Linked DNA regions of Sus scrofa: region 2 is linked to region 1. Evidence: chromatin contacts called from public Hi-C data. All regions are on one chromosome and are shown on one strand. The core of a region is the stretch at or near the end of the contact, and the rest is flanking DNA. Distances in the headings are between cores, read along the strand shown. Region 1 has its middle 5.1 kb from the start of IQCA1. Region 2 has its middle 170 kb from the start of ACKR3.

Region 1 (2,700 bases), core at 86-2,585:
GTGGGTGGCTTCCCACTGAGAGGAGCGCTTGGAAGCTGGTCCCTAGAGATGGATGTGCTGCCTTTCGGGTACATCTGGGGTGTGGGAGGTTGCAGAAAACCTGCAGAGACCTACCCAAACTGGTTTTGCTGCTGACAGCACTGATCCTTTAAAGGCTGAATTCCATCACATACACGGCACGAAATCTGCCATTGTAACCAATTTTAAGTATACAACTCAATGGCGCCAGCTACATCCGCAGTGTTCTACAAACATCAGCATGATTTCCCAAATGTTTCGTCACCCTAGATAGAAATGCTGTACTCATTAAGCGAAAACACTCCCTTCGCTCCTTTCCCTGCCTCCAGCCCCGGTAACTGCTAATAAATTTCTTTATAAATTTGCCTATTCTAGATATTTTATATTAAACAAAATCATACAGTATCTGTCCTTTTGAACCTGGCTTATTTCAAGGTTCATCCATGCGGTAAAACATATATATCAGACTGTTATTCTTATTATGGCTGAATATTGGTGTGTTTTTAATTATAGTTGATTCAGAATGTTGTGCCAATTTCTGCTGCACAGCATAGTGACCCAGCCATACACATATATACATTCTTTTCTCATCCTATCCTCCATCATGTTCTATCCCAAGAGGCTGGGTATAGTTCCCTGTGGGGCTCGGTAGGATTGCATTGTTTATCCATGCTAAACGTAACAGTTTTCACCTACTAATTCAATCTTCCCCACCCATCCCACTCCCTCCCCCTCCCCCTTGGCAACCCTAAGTTCCTTCTCTATGTCTGTGAGTCCGTTTCTGTTTTTTATGTAGGTTCGTTTGTGCCATGTTTCATAACCCACATATAAATGATATCACATAGTATTTGTCTTTCTCTGACATACTTAATCTGAGAGTCTCTCGTTGCGTCTACATTGCTGCAGATGCGTGGCTGGATGTTATCGCTCTGTATTTATACCTCATTCCATTTCCCCACTCGTCTGCACTTCTCGTCTTTTCATTGCTCTCCCTGCCTCCTGATGATGCCAATATTCTGGGCAAGTGGAACTCAAGGCTCTACGGAGTTCAGTCCCGACGCCCCTGCCGGCCATTGAGCCCACGCGCCCCCTGGTGGCAGGAGGCCAAACCTACTTCCGCATCAGACCAAAACGTCCATCAACCGAGGCACAGCTTCCCACCCTTCTGCTTTGAAGCCTTTGCGCCCCTTGTCTCCCTCCCTGGAATGGTCTCCCTCTATTTCCTCAGGTCAGAGCCAGCTCAAAGCCCAGCTACAGCACAACCCTCTCTACTTTCCCATGGGCACGGTCACCCCTCTCTCTATTAAACTCCCAGAGGACTTGAACCCCCGTAGCACTTACTCGCCTCTGCTCTGCTCTTTGAAGGCAGCCCTCCGCAGAGCCGTCTTCTTCCACCGCGCGGTGTTGAGTATAGAAGGGGACATCAACATACATCTTCCCAACTGAGGTCACACACGTCAAGAGGACTGGAACGGCGTGTTTTCCCGGAGAGCTGGCAGCTGGATTATTGGGCTGTGTGAAAAGGCACTGACTTGTTTTTAACAGCTGAACCTGCGACACATGGAAGCTCCTGGGCCAGGGGTTGAATCTGATCCTTGAACCCATTGCGCCAGGCTGGGAATTAAACTGGCACCTCCCCAGCAACCCAAGCACTGCAGTCAGATTCTTAACCCAGTGTATCACAGCGGGAACTCCAAAAGGCATTTACTTTTTTTTTTTTTTTTTTTTTTTTTTTGGCTTTTTAGCGCTGCACCCATGGCATGTGGTGGTTCCCAGACGAGGGCTCCAATCAGAGCTACAGCTGCCAGCCTACACACAGCTCACAGCAATGCCGGATCCTTAACCCACTGAGTGAGGCCAGGGATGGAAGCTGCAACCTCATGGTTCCTAGTCAGATTCATTTCCACTGCGCCATGACGGGAACTCCGGCATTTACATTTTAAATGAAACGAAAAAGTAACTGTTAGAACAAAATCTAATGGCTGTGGGAAAGAGATCAATTTAGAAGAAATTATAGAAAGGGGAATCAGAATAATGATTTGGGCCTCAGATGTCCAGCAATTATATAGGGTATGGTCACTAAACAAAGTGGACCTGGTATTTTCCAGCCAGAGGAGAAAGACTCTAATCCAGCGAGGCATGGCGGAAGGGCCCCAGAGATGGGGTCAGCAGGACAGAGGAAGGTCAGGGAGGGTGGAGCAGAGCACAGGGCTCCCTGGAAGCCCAGGTCCGTTCTGCGCCCTTCAAGGAATTAATCCCTAAGGCCATGCTGCTGCATTGGGTTGTTGCCCCTCAGTGCTGCCTGCTGGGAGCTAGGAGCTTTCCTGCCTTAGGGTAGAATCTATTCCTGTCTTATTACGTTTTAGCCTTGCTGTTACTGGGAAATACAGAAGGGGTTTGCTGGCAAAGGAAGACGGCGAGGAAGCCGAGCGCTTGAGTGAGAAGGTGGTCCTGGGAAGCTGGAGGCGACACCCCATTCTGATTGGCTGGCAGCTCATGCGCCACCTAGTGATGTGAAAAGGTCCTGCTCCTGGGGGCAGCTTAAGCTGTCCTGGGCAGAGGTTTAGACAGATGACCTGCTTTGGGATGTTTTAACTCTGGGGCTGACCTTCCATGAGACTAGGGTGTGAGTAAATCTGGCTGAATTATCATGATTCCCAGGAAAGTGAGTCCAGGAGAGAC
Region 2 (2,949 bases), core at 220-2,719, 220 kb before region 1:
GGAGGCCTTTATAGGGTACCCAGAGTGTCCACCGAGGCAGGACTGTGTTTCAGCAGATAAACAGAGGGCAGCACAACTTTTTAATTAAGCTGGACTCATCACTGCCCACCAGAGACTCTCGCCCCAAATAGATGCCTCCCTTTGCAATTAGAGGAAACTTAGCCCAGGCAGGGGATGTATTTAATGTCTAAGAATAGCTTGATAAATTGCAAGGGATGCATTTCAGAAGGAGGAGGAGAGGAGAGCTGAACATGAGCGGATACCATCCATGTGCGTTTTTAAACCGAAAAGGATTACACCAGACATTTGACCTCAAAACCCAACCCTTCCCACTCGAAAGCTAAAGTGAAATTTTACTGTTTTCACTCACTTGGGCATTTTTTCAAAAGAAGGCCTTGAGTCACTGCTGGCAAAGGTTTTAAAGAGCCTGTCAATTAATCCAGTGCCCCTCCCCCGCCCACCAGACCGGGACAGTGACAGATGGCATCTGTGTCGACTTCAGCAGGGCTTTTGATTTTGTTCCACATGGTTTACTCATCAAACCCAAAAGAAACAGGCCTCCGCCCCCCAGCTCGGAGGTGGCACGGAGGGGCCGGCACATTGGCTTCCGCATTTTATCAGCGGCCCAACGCCCTCGGCTGGGGCTCCCCAGAAAAGGATGTGATGCAGAACCAGTGACATGGCCCTTCTCTTTCTCGGGCCTCGCGGGGCACCCACGGGAAGTGGGGAGGGCTGAGCAGGGAGAGAGAAGCCAGGCTCACGACAAGGGCCACCCCGGGGACGTGGTTTCCTGGGACAATGGAGGCACAGACCTGCTTCCGTCTGAGCTTGGAAACTGGTCTAAGACGGAGCAAAAGATGTGGCTGAGCGGGGATCAGGCACTGCAGGCTGCCGGGGAGACCCGGGAGGGGAGGGGTCCTGGCGACTTTGTCACTAGTACTGTCTCTTTTCTTTTCTTTTTTTCTTTTCTCTTTTTTCTTTTTAATATTTTATTTTATTTTATTATTTTATTTTATTTGTTTTGTTTTGTTTTGTTTTGTTTTATTTTATTTTATTTGCTTTTTAGGGCAACACCCAAGGCATATGGAAGTCCCCAAGCTAGGGGTCCAATCGGAGCTGCAGCTGCCAGTTTACACCACAGCCACAGCAGCACCGGATCTGAGCCATATCTGCGACCTACGCCACAGCTCATGGGAGCGCCGGATCCTTAACCCACTGAGAGGGGCCAGGGATTGAACCCAAAACCTCATGGTTCCTAGTTGGATTCATTAACCACTGAGCCACGTGCAAAACTAAGGGGGCTGGGGGGACGTGGGGGAGGTACGCCATGGCCTTTGGGGTGGCTAATCTTTGCCAGGAACGTCTCCTTCTCTGGTTCAGGGAGGCGGCACCCAGCACAGACCCAGGAGGCTGCGTGGTGTCTGGAAGCAGGGGAAAGAGGCCCAAACCACAGCCCAGCTCTGCCCCTCACACAGAGGTCGTGGTTCTAGGCACAGAAGCAGGACACGTCTGCTTGGTCATTCATTCATTCAGCCACTCATTCGCTCATTCACTCACTCCACCTGTGTCTCCTGCCCAGAGGAGATCTGGGGTTGACCCCCACAGGGTCTCAAACTCACCTGCCCAGAGAGTGTAGACAGGTAGGGGACTGGGTCAAGCAAGCCCAGGGGAGGACAATGGTTAGTGGCCCTCTAACCCAGCTGGCGGTGCCATGCGGGGAGGCCTCGGAGTCCCCATCGTCAACTTCCAGGAAAACCCGATTTCAGATCTGCACGTGTTGCCCAGTGAAAGTTAGCTACCAAAAACTACCCCCCTTCCGCCCCCCGCCAGGTGGCCCAAACCACACCTCTCTGTGAACTCAGTTAGGTGGTCAGTTCACAACTCCTGCCCCCGCCACAGGTCCTACGGTCTCCCGGCCCCCTGGGACGCACGTCCCCAGCGTCCTACTTCACGGTCAGTGCTGGGTCACGGGTCACCGGCACCACTGCCTTGGAATGCTGAAGGACTGGAGGCCCACGTCAGGAGTGGGGAAGGCGTTCGGACAACTGACCTCTCACGGGGAGAAAAGGTCTCTGCAGGACGAGGAGAGAATCACGTGCAAGGAGAAAAATTGACCAGAGGCTGAGGTTACCCGGGCAGACCCTTCCCGCGCTTTTGGCCCCCACAGCCCCGGACCCCACCTGTCCAGCCGCCCCTGTTTCTCCGTATCCTGTGACGGCCCCTCATCTTCTAGCCAACTTCCATTTTTAAAATTTTTGTATTGACCTCTGGTTGGTTCACAATGTTGGGCTAATCCCAAGTACACAGCAAAGCGAGTCAGTGATACATACATAAATACATAAATACATATACACGTATGTATTCTTTTCCACATTATTTCCCATGAGTGGTACCATTATGGTTTATCCTAGGATACTGAATATAGTTCCCTGTGCTCTACAGTAGGTCTTTGTTGTTCACCTATTTTATTTTTTTCTTTTTTTTTAATTACTCAATGGATTTTATTACATTTATAGATGTACAGTGATCACCACAACCCAATTTTATAGCATTATTGTTCACCTTTTTTTTCTTTTTCTCTTTTTGTCCTTTTAGGGCCACATCCACGGCATGTGGAAGTTCCCAGGCTAGGGGTTCAGTCGGAGCTGTAGCCGCTGTCTATGCCAGAGTCACAGCAATGCCAGATCCGAGCCATGTCTGCGACCTACACCACAGCTCACAGCAACGCCGAATCCTTCACCCACTGAGCGAGGCCAGGGATCGAACCCATAACCTTGTGGTTCCTAGTCAGATTCGTTTCTGCTGCGCCACGACGGAAACTCCCTGTTCACCTGTTTTATGTGTAGTAGTGGGTATCGCTTTCCAACATTAAATTGAAGACTTAAAACTCACGGTCTGGAGTAGACTGCCCCCAATTTTTGGGACCCCAACAGTGCTTTTTTTAAATGT

The links. A called contact is a pair of places that touch in the nucleus more often than the background predicts.
Region 2: a contact with region 1 is called in a Hi-C map of retroperitoneal adipose tissue, with 2.8 times the contacts expected there. The contact joins two enhancer-like sites. A contact is called at or near these places in 2 of 47 Hi-C or Micro-C datasets (retroperitoneal adipose tissue and subcutaneous adipose tissue) and 1 of 2 datasets of contacts at active chromatin or transcription factors (skeletal muscle).

Annotation. Positions count from the first base shown.
Region 1 is chr15:136,326,461-136,329,160 of Sscrofa11.1, reverse strand. No RefSeq gene overlaps it. Among named protein-coding and RNA genes, the nearest start is that of IQCA1, 5.1 kb to the right of the region's middle. Within about 2 kb of position 1,335, at least 6 of the 83 cell types and tissues checked have an H3K27ac peak or open chromatin away from gene starts, as enhancers often do. A contact at or near this core is called in retroperitoneal adipose tissue, where this site is marked.
Region 2 is chr15:136,543,766-136,546,714 of Sscrofa11.1, reverse strand. No RefSeq gene overlaps it. Among named protein-coding and RNA genes, the nearest start is that of ACKR3, 170 kb to the right of the region's middle. Within about 2 kb of position 1,469, at least 15 of the 83 cell types and tissues checked have an H3K27ac peak or open chromatin away from gene starts, as enhancers often do. A contact at or near this core is called in retroperitoneal adipose tissue, where this site is marked.